Linked DNA regions of Sus scrofa: regions 1 and 2 are each linked to region 3. A link is a contact called in public HiChIP or PLAC-seq data. All regions are on one chromosome and are shown on one strand. Each heading gives the region's core, a stretch centred on a gene start, on an enhancer-like site or on the middle of the called end of the contact. The rest is flanking DNA. Distances are from core to core; before and after follow the strand shown. Region 1 has its middle 79 kb from the start of SCEL. Region 2 has its middle 55 kb from the start of SCEL. Region 3 overlaps MYCBP2 (E3 ubiquitin-protein ligase MYCBP2).

What was found. HiChIP or PLAC-seq counts read pairs in DNA pulled down with a chosen protein or histone mark.
Region 1: an H3K27ac HiChIP or PLAC-seq map of alveolar macrophages shows a contact between it and region 3. The contact joins two enhancer-like sites. A contact is called at or near these places in 1 of 47 Hi-C or Micro-C datasets (liver) and 1 of 2 datasets of contacts at active chromatin or transcription factors (alveolar macrophages).
Region 2: an H3K27ac HiChIP or PLAC-seq map of alveolar macrophages shows a contact between it and region 3. The contact joins two enhancer-like sites. A contact is called at or near these places in 1 of 47 Hi-C or Micro-C datasets (liver) and 1 of 2 datasets of contacts at active chromatin or transcription factors (alveolar macrophages).

What each region holds. Positions count from the first base shown.
Region 1 is chr11:49,570,039-49,574,210 of Sscrofa11.1, reverse strand. No RefSeq gene overlaps it. Among named protein-coding and RNA genes, the nearest start is that of SCEL, 79 kb to the left of the region's middle. Within about 2 kb of position 2,485, at least 1 of the 83 cell types and tissues checked has an H3K27ac peak or open chromatin away from gene starts, as enhancers often do. A contact at or near this core is called in alveolar macrophages, where this site is marked.
Region 2 is chr11:49,594,761-49,598,948 of Sscrofa11.1, reverse strand. No RefSeq gene overlaps it. Among named protein-coding and RNA genes, the nearest start is that of SCEL, 55 kb to the left of the region's middle. Within about 2 kb of position 2,033, at least 14 of the 83 cell types and tissues checked have an H3K27ac peak or open chromatin away from gene starts, as enhancers often do. A contact at or near this core is called in alveolar macrophages, where this site is marked.
Region 3 is chr11:49,389,894-49,394,452 of Sscrofa11.1, reverse strand. MYCBP2 (E3 ubiquitin-protein ligase MYCBP2) reads left to right here. Exons shown (of 85, transcript XM_021065752.1): 4 at 3,509-3,662. Among named protein-coding and RNA genes, the nearest start is that of MYCBP2, 41 kb to the left of the region's middle. Within about 2 kb of position 1,567, at least 4 of the 83 cell types and tissues checked have an H3K27ac peak or open chromatin away from gene starts, as enhancers often do. A contact at or near this core is called in alveolar macrophages, where this site is marked.

The sequences.
Region 1 (4,172 bases), core at 1,236-3,735, 180 kb before region 3:
GATCTTCATGCCTGTAGCAAATTCAAGCAAGGAGATGAACAGCGTGTTGCCAGGTTGGACAGATTTATAAGAAAGGCAAATGTGGAAACTGCTACGTGAATCTCATGACTTGGCTAAACTTTTTTAAGAGCATTTTTTTAAAATTAGAAAATGTTTTGAGTACCTGGCTAAGGAAGTTTTGTGAAGGGGACAAAATGTTTTCGATCCTCTTCAGCCTTGTCTTGGCTTCCACCCCTGCCTTCTCGCCTTGGTCGGCACAGAGAGGCTCTCCCTGCATTGGCTTCCATATCAAACCTGGCTGCTATGGGCATCTTCCCTCACAGGGAATACTGGCTTCCTTAATTCTCAGCTGCCTAGAAAATACTTTGCTCCCAAGCTCCATCCCCAACAGTGTTGTAGCTGTTAGTAACCTAAAGTGTTCCTCCTAAGGAGTCCTGTCCTTCAACACTATGTGTTTCCTTGGTCTCAAGAACTGCAACTAAGCACATAGGCTACTCATCACAAAGGCTTCTCACCCAGCAGAAGTCTTTTTTTTTTTTTCTTTGTTTTTTTAGGACCATGCCAGCAGCATATGGTGGTTCCCAGGCTAGGGGTCGAATCGGAGCTATAGCTGCCAGCCTACACCACAGCCACAGCAACTTGGGATCTGAACTGAGTCTGTGACCCACAGCTCATGGGAATGCTGGATTCTTAACCCACAGAGCGAGGCCAGGGATCAAACCTGCATCCCCGTGGATGCTAGTCAGATTCATTTCCACTGGGCCAGGGAACTCCCAGAAGTCTTATTTTAAATTTGATAATAGCCACTTCCCTCGAAGTCCTGTCCTCATGAATGTAACACTCAAAGAGTCAGGCAAATAGCATCGTGGCATGCAGAGATCAAATCCTGTGTTAGAACGTTCTCTCTACTGGCTTGAAAATAAGATCACAGAGGAAGAGTGAATCTTATTATGTCACTTGCTGTTCTGGTGTTTTTTTGTTTTTTTTTTCCCCTATCTATCATGTTCAATTTTGGAATATCCAACAAACATCCCAAAGGTATGCCCGGCTTCCGTAAAGTTAATATCTTCCTGCTTACAAAGATGTTCTTTTGTCCTTGGAAAGTAATCTAATAGAATTTCTCTGTATTATGAACAGCTCTGCCAAGGGTATATTTTTAGTTTCCTTTAGAGACTTCAGTATATATCTACACCAGAACCACCAAATTCTTAAGTAGATTTATGTGTGTTGGGGGTGGGGGAGTGGAGTGGGGGGGGTGATACTCTTTTCAAAAAGATACAAACTGTGTAAATGCTGCTGCCATACCTAATGTTATGCTGATCTAAGACATACCAGTTTATGGACAATTCACTTTGGAAAATAATTTCTATAATATATGGTTTTATCATCCTTTCAGCATTAGGGTAGCAATAGCACATGTGGCCTGAAGTGGACTCTCCAAGCCCTGAGAAAAGGTTTATTAGTGCAATAGGGTTGTTGAGGTGGGCCGTGTGTCTAAAGGCGTGTATATGGTCATCTTTTTGATGACCACAAGCACAAGAGAGGCTATTTTAAAACCACAACTGGGAAAGATAAAAACATGGATTGTGATCATTGTGGCTGTTGCCTGTCATTTTAGATATATTCTTGTGTTGGTTGTCACTAGCAACCAGAAAACCAAGCTAAGAAATTTTAATCCAATAAGTACTTTATCTCTCTGATCATATAATATGTTACACTGAAAAGTGGGCAAATTCAGCAGAAATCAATATTCTGAGATATGAGTTCTTTGGCTAGAACTTTAAAAAATCCCCAAAACAACCATCATCAATCATAAAGGTTAGGTTAATGGAGTCATAAAAAAATAACCTCCAGTGAGTTCATGAGCATCTTTCTACTCTGCAGCCTGTGGAACAGTGAGATTTCTTCTCTAGCCCTCATGAACAGAGGCAGAGATCAAATTAAACATCCAGTATTTGAATGAGAAATTGATCTGAGCTCTAGCAATGCTGATTAAAATCCTGAGGGCTTTGATTATTAAAATGGAAAGTGCTTTTAAGAAAGCAATACATTTTTTTTTTTTTTTTGAGCCACACCATGGAAGTTACCATGCCAGGGGTCAAATCAGAGCTATAGCCATCCCTAGGCCACGGCCACAGAAACGTGGGATTTAGCCGCATCTGCGACCCACACCACAGCTCATAGCAACACCAGACCCTTAACCCACCGAGGAGGCCAGGGATCGAACCAGCATCCTCATGGATCCTAGTTGGGTTTGTTAACCACTGAGCCATGAAGGGAACTCTGCAATAGAAAATCATAATAGCACAAAAATATTATACCTGAAGCTACTCTTAAATGAGCATTTATTATGCCAGGTTCTGTGCTAGATGTTAACATATCATAACTTCATACGTCTGCAGATGATCTTTTTCTTTAATATATGGGGAAACAGAAGCTCCAAGAGGTTAAGTAATATGCCTAAAGTTGCTGGAGGTCAGAAGTGACGAAGGAGCGTAAGGTTGGTTTTGTGCAATTTCAAAGGCCCTCCTCTTTCTGCTCTGCCACACTGGCTCTCTGAAAATGCAGAACGCTATTAGTTATTTGCAGTGCAGGTATACAGTGCTGTAGGTCAAGGAGGTAAGAAAACAGAGGACCCCCTGTGTTCCAGGCACTTTCCATACCTAAACTCCTCTAGAGCACACTGCAACCTTGTGGAGCAGGAACACTGACATTCAAACCCCTCAAGGTCATAATCAGGATGACAGCAATATTAGGTGACATAGCTAGTATTTGACACCAGGTTTTTCTGACTCAAAAGGATGTTCTTTCTGCTCTACCATCCTGCCTCCCACCAAGTGGAATCTTTAGATAATGTTGGTGTTTATGGATTGAACAAAACTCATCTTAGATGAGAATTTTTTTTTTTTTTTGCTCTTTTTAGGGCTGCACCTGTGGCATATGGAAGTCCCAGGTTAAGAGTCTAATCAGAGCCATAGCCACTGGCCTACGCCATAGCCACAACTACGCTAGATCCAAGCCACATCTGCGACCTACACCACAGCTCATAGAAATGCTGGATCCTTAACCTGCTGAGTGAGGCCAGCGATTGAACCCACATTCTCATGGATACTAGCAGCTTCATTACCACTGAACCACAAAGGGAACTCTTGAGAAGTTTTTAAACTGAATATAGTTATGTTTCAGAAGATAATACTTGACCATAGCCAAAGCCATATATATCACAATAGCTATATGACAAGATTCTCCTATATTTTCTAGTTTTCTTTTCTTTTTTTTTATTTTCTAGTTTTCATGAGAACCCACAAATCTCATTTAAAATATTTATTTTTTTCTTATTCTACTTGCATGGAGAAAAAGAAAGAAAAGGAGCAAAAGAATTTTATACTCAAATAGCATAGGAATTAAATGCTATTGCTCATGTGTAACCTTTTAAAATTTTGATTGGGTTTTATGAAAGTGACTTAAGAAAAAAAAAGCTAAGTAAAATATCCAAATTCAAATGGAAATTAACAGCAAAAATGTATTGATCAAAGGGCCATTTCCAATAGACTAAATCGTAACTTATATTCTTACAAATGTGAGAGGCATTTGCAAATTTCAACATGTGAAACTGAAGCAAGGGCAGGTTGCCCTCTCTTCCAGAGGTGTTCTCCTAGAGCCCCTACTAAAACCAAACCCAGGAGTTCCCATCATAGCTCAGCAGTAATGAACGTGACTAGGATCCATGAGGATGTGGGTTTGATCCCTGACCTTGCTCAGTGGATTTAGGATCTGGTGTTGCTGTGAGCTGTAGTGTAGGTCACAGACAGGCTTAGATCTGGTGTTGCTGTCCCTGGGGTGTAGGCCAGTGGCTATAGCTCCCATTTGACCCCTAGCCTGGGAACCTCCGTATGCCGCAGGTGTGGCCCTAACGTCTTTACATAGGTTTGCATGTTGTCGCGAACCAGCGAAGGTAATGGTGGTGAAAAATCGAGAAAAGGTTCTTATCATCCTTGCTGAATGGCAGAGAGAAAAACCAGAAGCATAGAAAAGTGGCAGACACTACCTTTATTTTGAACGAAGTTAAGATGGTGCTAATATTTTCAAGTCCAGGAGTTCCCGTTGTGGGGCAGTGGAAACGAATCCTAATAGGAACCATGAGGTGGCAGGTTTGATCCCTGCCCTTGCTC
Region 2 (4,188 bases), core at 784-3,283, 200 kb before region 3:
TGCTGTGCTTCTCAACACAGAGCTCTGAAGAGCACCTTGGCTTCTGCCTCTTTTCTAAGACAGGTCTTCCAGGCCCCAAAGATATGCAAGCCTCAGACATCCTTCCAGTGAATATCCTGCTGAGGTTAAATTAGGCAGAATCATTTTCTATTGCTTGCAAACAAGAATAGACTCAGACACCGTGTAGTTTTGGCTCTCACATCTGAGTTGCCTTTGGCCGCGGCTTTTACATCTGCGCCTTTGGCTACAAGCCCAATCATAATCCAATCCCCCAAGGCCCGGGTGGCAAGGCCACAGCACTGAAAGCATGGCAGCTTCTGTCAAAGGAGCCACCTGTGGCCTCTGTGCTCAGGAGGGAGCTGGGAGAATTGAGTCAGTGATCGGAGACTGAAGATATGTGAGAGAGAAGAGACAAGGATGGAACCAGGAAACAGGAGTGAGGTAGAGGGATGGGTCTTGGAAAACCAGAGGAGTCTCCTTAGGCTCCTCCCCAACTATGAAGGTAGGTGTGTCTGTTCAGTGGTAGGAACTTGAAGGTGTTATCGTAAGTGGAATTGCTTCCTCTGCGAGGTCACAGCCAGGGTAATCTGCTGACAGTGAACGTAGGGAGCTGCAGGGAAGATTGGAAGAGCAGGATGAAGACTTGGGAAAACCTTAAGAAATAAGAAAGAGGAGGGTGCTTCCTGGGAACAGGCAAAAGATTGCCGAGCTGCATGGAGGCAACTGTTTCTGTTTGCATTTGCTAATAGCAATTACCCACTTCATAGAGGAGTTTTCAACAAAGACCCCGACAAAGGAACACATAAGCCTTCTCTGAGACATTTTTAGTGCAAAACCAGGGACTTGGCAAAATCTAGCACATTTCACAAAACAGAAGACCTTTAACCTAGCTTCTCAATTTCGCAATTTTGCAGCTTTGGGACTTTTCAGAGTGACCTCTTTTGCTGACCCAGAAGGCAAAACTTACTGGGCTAAAAAAGAAAGTTTGAAAGAAGAGAGATTTTTTTTTCTTAAGGAATCTGGATTCTGTCTGATTCTGTTCATTTTGAGATTAAGAAATGGGTCCACTTTGCACACAAGAGTATAAAAAAAAATTTAGACAAAAGACTTTTTGGGGTCCTTACAGAAGCAGTAATCAGTAATATTATTCATGTTGACAAATTTATTCAAAGTGATCTTTATCATCATTGGTGAAAACTGTAGCTATCAAGACAATCTTTGCTGAAATTCAAACAGACAATGAAAGCTAATCTTTAAGGTCTCCGAAAAGTGACATTGCTTGGGTGTGGTTATGTTTGATGATTCAGCAGCCCGAATTAAATCTTAAAATGCCCTGCCTGCTGGTTCTGGTAAGCAACCGAATGGATCCATAAATTGTAGACTTTGAGTTAGATTGCTAGTTAGATTCATAAAGTAAAGATAAGCTTCCGACATGCCATAAGAAAATGAACTATTGCATTGGTTGGCATGTCCTGAAAGAAGACAGTGTCTGGATGAAATTCAACATGCTATTTTAGCTTTTGTCCCATTTTGAATAAAAACTGTTGGCTGAAAAACTACCTATTTAAATTATTGAAAGCCCATGATTACAAGTAAGCATCCTGGCTGATAATTAGAGAGACCGTAGAAATCATTTAAAGTAGAACTTGGATAGGATTCCAGAAGTGGTTTTCCCTTAAATTGAGTGGCACAGACAAAAGCAGTTTGTTCCTCAAAGAATGACTATTCTTAAACTATTGCCTTTGCTGATGGAGGCTGCACAGACATGGGTTAATTGACGTAACATGTCAGAGGTCTGGGGTTTTCTAAGTGTCGCAAAGAGAAGGCGAAATAGAGATTCAAATTTATCATTATTCTTTTGTTCTTTTCAAACAGGAAAGCACTGCAGTTTCAAGGACAACTCTCAGCATGCAGGGGTTTTTTTTGTGAGACATGGTAAAGAAACAAAAAGACAAATTCTCTTAAGATTCCAAACAGCCACTAGGGGACAGTCAAAACACTGGGTAATGGAGCAAGGCGAGTCCCTGGCTCAGAATCTTCAAATAAAAGCTGTTTTGCAGGATTTTAAAAGCATTTGATTGTTTAGCAGGGGAGTGGGGGAGAGAACGGGTATCTTCTTGATCGCATTAAAATGAACATTAATGGGAAAGAACAGTTAGACTATCACACCAGCCTGCAAGGATTTGTACTGGCACACATTCCCACGGCAGTGAGATGGCAGCTCAAAGTCTGCCCGTGCCTTAGGGACAACAGTTGTAGGACACTGACTCAGCACATAGGATGTCGTGAGGTCAGTCCCCGATATCCTCTGAATTAACGGTGCTTGCAAAACAACAAAAGATCAAGGCTAACAGACCAAAACACTAATCACTGGCATCGACCTTATGGGACATGCATAGGCAGCTGGACTGAAAGATCATTTGCTGTCTACATGTGTTTTTAATGTAAGTAATGTCTTTTTAGAGACCGAAGTCAGAATTATTACTCTAAAAAAATTCCCATAGCTCCATTTAACCCACGCTATTTGTGGGAGGTGAGGGAGAAATGACTCAGAAAATTGCTAAAATGCTTGTGAAAATGCAGATGAAATGGTGACAGACACTGAAGCACTCAGCTCTTATGCTTTAAAAAATCTTTCCCAAAAGAGAATCGGGCTAGGAGTGGGGAGGGCAGGAACAGGAACTAATTTGAAGCATGATGTAGAGTCCTAGACTTTACAGATAAAGAGGATTTGAAGGTCCTCAGCAAATAATATTTTCCATTATTTCCTGCCTATAATTTTTCTCTTAGCCATTTTAAAATTGGAAAAAAAAAACCCCCAAAACTGTATACCATGAAATCACATCCAAGAGGCTTTTTCCAAGTCAACCACTGTTCAATTGACCATGGAAATGTGGCCATAAATATAGTTTGCAAATGTTAAAGGAACTAAAGAATCTTTGGGGACTCTAGGCAATAATGTAATGAATAAGGACAGAATATCTAATTTCCTAAAGCAGAGCTCAGCCAGCCAGTGTTGGGACTTCCCTGAATGGCACCCTGGCTCCTTGGAGGAAAAAGTTTTAGGGACTTTGAGCTGAATCAATGGGAAATAACCACATTCTTGGTCCTTCAGAGCGAGATGACTAATCCTAACTTGTTGACAGTAAAAAGGAGTAAGTGTGATACTTAGGTCTGAGACAGTTTCTCCAACCATCTGTCTAAAACATTGCTGCCATTCATACACGAAACATATCTATGTACTCATATTTTTGTTGGGAAATACATACTTTTCATATGAATGCATAGAAAAGCAAAGCATTTGGTCTAATGGAAGCCATCTCACCATGGGTTTTATTTATTTATCTATCTATTTATTTATTTTTGTCTTTTTAGGGTCACACCTGCGGCACATGGAGGTTCTCAGGCTAGGGGTTGAATCAGAGCTGCAGCTGCTGGCCTATACCACAGCCACAGCAACACCAGATCTGAGCCATGTCTGGGACCTACATCACAGCTCACGGCAACGCCAGATCCTTAACCCACTGAGCGAGGCTAGGGGTTGAACCCGCATTCTCATGGATGCTAGTCAGATTTGTTTCCCCTGAGCCATGGTGGGAACTCCACTATGGGTCTTCTTATTATATTTTATTCTAATCTCCTCTCTAATAATCTATGCAACTTTGGGTTTGCCTTTCCTTTTCCTTCACAGAGCAGACTTGCGTGGCAGCAGTAGAATCAGACATGCCTCAAATATCTGGCTACTCATTCTTCTTACTGTAAGAGACAGGGGAATCTGAAGTACTGATTCATAAATTTCCTGATGAGGGCTTCAGTTACTGCATGGGTTCTCAGTACTCGAGAGGCTCCATATATCTGGTTCTATTGCAGGCAAAGAACCCAGCCTACACAGTGTAAATTTCAGGACAGGCTATAAAATAAATTAGTTACATGGAAAGGTAAAAGTTCAGATCCTAAAGTGCCTACAAGTTTGAGATTTGGGGTGCCCAGTTAAAACATGCATTGTTATAGATTCTAGAGATTCCTCTCTGAAGCTTCTCTAGTCTCACCAGGAGAGTTGTGAACCCCTGTAATTTCTAATAGTATCTTTCCAGATGGCCCTGTGTATCTTCTATTATAGTTACTGGACAGTCCTAAAAAGTAGGGTGGTGTCTCATGCACCACTCAGCTGCCCTGGACCATCTTTTA
Region 3 (4,559 bases), core at 318-2,817:
TCAAGAAAAACTGTTTTAAAACATAGGCTCTTTGAAAACATCAGGACAAAAAATAAAATTTGGGGCATTTAAGAAAAATTTTTTTAGCATGATTAACAGAATCAAAAGATGCAGAGTGAAAAGGAGATCTTTCAAAGAAAAGTAAGAGAAAATCAAATAGCTCAAGAGATTAATACTGAGTTTTCCATCAGATACTGACCTGCCAGGAAATGGCATAGTGATGAACATGGATAGTGGAGCCAAACTGCCTGGGTTCAAACACTCGCCATGAAAAATACTCATTGTGTGATGCTGGGGAAGTTATGTAACCTCTCTGTGCCTCGGTTTTGTCATCTACGACGTGGTGTCTACGACGTGGTGATAATATCTACCTCATAGGATAGTAGTAAGGATTCAGAGAATTAATAAATGCGCACGTGCTCAGAAATGAAAGCTCTAGTTATATGTATCAGGCGCAAATAAGAAAGTGTGTAGGTGCAAATGAATTTCTTAGTTTTCAGGGAACTTTTCAGTTTATTAAGAAATACTTTATATCCAAGGAAATGAAACTTCTGGACAGTGAGATCAGAGAGGAAGAAGCGATGGGACGCCTTTATGCCAAGGCAGTTAGAATCCTGGGGGTGGGGTCGGGGCAGGGCTGGGAGTGAAACCTTCAGGTCTTTGGCAGTGTTTGAAGGACACAAAGGAAGATATGAGGCCTTTAGTGTTTGAGGTGATGGGCGTATGAGGGCAGGTAAGAAATGTCGACTTTTTCTTTTCCTTTTGACCATTTCTGCACCTCTGCTCTAGATGCTCTTCCTGTCACTTCCTTTCTTTTCTTTGTTATTCATCTCTTGCTCCTCCCGAATGTATGGCTGTCACTTTGCTTTTTCTTGCTGGAGGTTTTTTCTCTCTTGCTCCTTTTTTCTCTCACATAATTAAGACATTTTTTGTTTGTTGAAGTGTCATTTTGGTAGAGTTTTTTCCCTATTTAACAGTCACACTTAATAATTTATTTTACTATTTATAAAGGCAGTACATATTCATTGTAGGTAATTTGGAAACTGCAGAATATTTCTGTAAAGAGGAAATGAAAATTACAGACATCATTTCTAAAATCCTATTAACCAAAAAATACCCACTATAAGCATTTTTACATACACACATTAAAAATAATGTATTTCTGCCCAAACGAACCCGTACTGTATATGCAATACTGTATTTTTTTCTTATGCCCTTCCTTCCTGATACTGAGGGAACAGGATGTGTATAGTATGTTCTAAGTAACTGTGAGATAGGCTTCAAAGCACAGAATGCAATTTCAAAGTTCCTACACAGAGTAAAATGCTCTCAGCCAAACCTCAGAAAAAAGGTTTAATTCATAATGTTTTGTTCCTCTGCTTAATAATTCAAAGCTAAATATGATTGGTAAATTTTCAGTTGATTTTTATTTTATTTGTATATTGAATACATATTACTATTCTGGAAATGAATTATTTTCCCCCTTACTAAAAAAAAAGCTACACTGAACAAAGATACAGATGGTAAATGAGAATTCACAGTGGTTAATGTAGACAGATGAGTAATTCCTTGTCCTGCTCATTATGACTAATGTTTTATTGGTATTTTTCACTAAGAGCATCTAATGCTCTGGTCCTAGGCAGCCCACTTGGGTTTCCTGTTACCGTACATTTGTTATTACACCTTAAACTTATTAGAGAGACAACGCAGGACTCTCTTCAATAAGTAGCCTTACGGTTTTTGGCGAGGTTCAATATTTTATTCCTATGGGAATCTGCTTATATGAAGAAACCCTGGCCAAAAAATATTGTCATCTGTGAAGAATCTTCTTTGAATTATGGAAAGTCGTGCTTGGTAGCGGTAAAGTAAGCAATCTTAAAGACTGATAGGGTAGAGTAGTCTCCTGCTGGCCCGAGAATAGAGTCCCCACCTTTTGTACTTAGGAGATTTTTCCCGTAAGGACATAGGCAGCTGGAAATCTTGGACAGCATATTTTTATTTTCTGGTCTATTCCAGGAAAATAAACTGTATGAAATGGAAAGCTTTCATTTCCATTTAAAAGAAACTCTGTACAAGCACTTCTCTAATCTTAGCTAAGATCAGGTGTCCTAGGATTTTAGTTAACTATGCTAAAGACAGTGCCACTAGTTATTTTGACTTCTCAGTCCTATCTCTGTTCTTGAGAAGTCTTGCTGCTGATGATCAGAACTACAACTGGTTTGCCTTGTAGCTGATTTAACCTTTGTCTGGACAACACATTTATGAGTGCAGTGGTTTTTCAGTGCATAACAGAGAGAGTAGATTGATATTTGTTGTCAGCCTATCATGTGCATGCACTGGATTAGTCATGAGCGATATTAAGCTAGGTAAGATGTACTCCATGTCCACAAGGAGATCTCAGTTTAGTTGAGAAAATGGAAACAAAAATAGCTTCACTATAACATGATAAATTCTGTAACAGTGATCTGGAGTGAATAAGCATAAGACTCATTTACCCTGTTAGATTATAAACTCTTAGAGGACAGGGTCTAGTATAATATATCTGATATCTCCTATAGCAAGTTGCACAAAATACGTTCTTAAATATTTATGTAATATATGAATTAATGTAAAATCTCAGCAGAGAGAATGTCTTAGAGTGTTATGTCCAATAGAATAAATGCTTTGATGGATTTCTGTTAATTAAACTTGTTTTAACTTTTTCTGTTACTTACTTCTCTAAATAATTTAACACTTTCTGCAAAGGTCTTATACATCTGCTTCTAAAATGCTGGCATTGATTGAGAAATGGAATTTCATTGTCTATTGATCTTTCAGGGCTATGAAAGTATCTCCTTACACCATTTTATCACATTTACTCTCTCAATCTTTAGTTACAGATTTATCTGTCTTTTGCTAGATACTAGGTTGTATTTTTCTTGGTCCTGGTAAGGAATGATAAGATAATACAAGTGAAAATGTCATGATTTTTTTAGCTAGGCAGTTTTTCATTCTTTTTGTGATAAAACCTACAAGAATAAGAGACACCATCTCTAAACAATAATACGGTGATTGTACCATCATAGGAAAGGCTAAGATGAAGTTTCTTTTTTTCTTGGTCATAAGTAATGATTAACATAACTTAATGAAACAGTGTTGATTTAAACTTGAGTACAGCCAAATGAACTTTGTAAATTCATACAGTTTATTTTTTCAGATGAATGCAATCTTGTTCTTGAGTCATTGTTAAGCAGTTTTCACAGTGTTTTATTATGGCTTCTTATACTAAAACTCTGTTTTAAACAATGCCTCTACTTTTTAACCTTCTAGGTAACCAGATGGTTTCCTAAATCTTGCAGTTAAACACACTGGGTTTTATTCTTTTTTATGTCATGATTTTTGTTTTTGCCTTTTAAATATTGTAGTGTTAATCATGTGCTGTGAAAGTAAGCTGCACTGATCATGCTGTCTGGGAAGTGTTATTAGCTCACATGCTGTAAAGTGTAATTTTTTTTTTCATCTTAAATAGATCATTGAGGTTGGACTTTGTGAAGTTTTTGAATTGATCAAGGAGACGCGGTTTTCTCATCCATCCCTGTGCCTGAGGAGTCTCCATGCCCTGCTTAACGTGCTTCAGGGTCAGCAGCCAGAAGGCCTCCAGTCAGAGCCGCCCGAGGTTCTCGGTAAGAGCTTTGGCCCATAGAATGAAGCCTTTAAATGTAAAGAGCTTTTCTGGAGAAGTACATATGGCAGCTTATGGTACTGAAACAGCAGGGATATAAGATCCTAAGTTATTTTGCTGTGTTCCCCAGGAGTTATGATTGAATAGTTAGAGTTCATGCATAGACATTTCCTGATTGTTGTGATGGTGGGGGAAAGCAAAACATAAATCTTTGGAACCCAGAAATAATCCCCAAGCTTTATAGTCACTGTGAACTTAAATTTTTTGTACTGAACCTTTGGCCAAACTAGCTGGCAATGACTTTCTCTAACTTTACATGTTACTTTGGAGGGTTAAAAAAAGCAGGAAAAAAAAGAAGCAAATGCCACCAACCCCAAACAACAAAATTAGTTTCCAAACGGAGAGGACATTTCTTTTGTATTCAGGCTAAATAAAAATCTAGTTTTCTTAAAGATAAAGCTTCCTCATTAGTGCAGCTTCCATTAAGTAAAAATGTTTGCTTTTCGCAAAGTGTGTTTGAATTTCATAAATGCCTGCTTTTCCTGCCAGTGACCTAGGCTCAGCACATAGTCCTATAGGCAGGTGGGGGACTCTTAGGGAATAGAAATGGAGATGGAAGCTTAATTTTGAAGGCTAATTGCTTTTCTCTTTTGCTAATCATGGGCCTGCAAAGAGTCTAGAGTTTTCTAAATCTTAAGCATTAGCTCGCTTCAGCCTTGTGGAGTTTCTGAGTCAGTAGATTTGTAGTGGGACCTGAGAATTTTGCATTTGGAGTAAGTTTCTGGGTGATGGCAGGGCTGTTGGTCTGGGGATCCCTTTTCTCTGCTTGGCTCTTTGAATTGTGTTAGACCCACATGGGAGAAGTTAACTACATGAATTTAATTACATGTAAGATTTT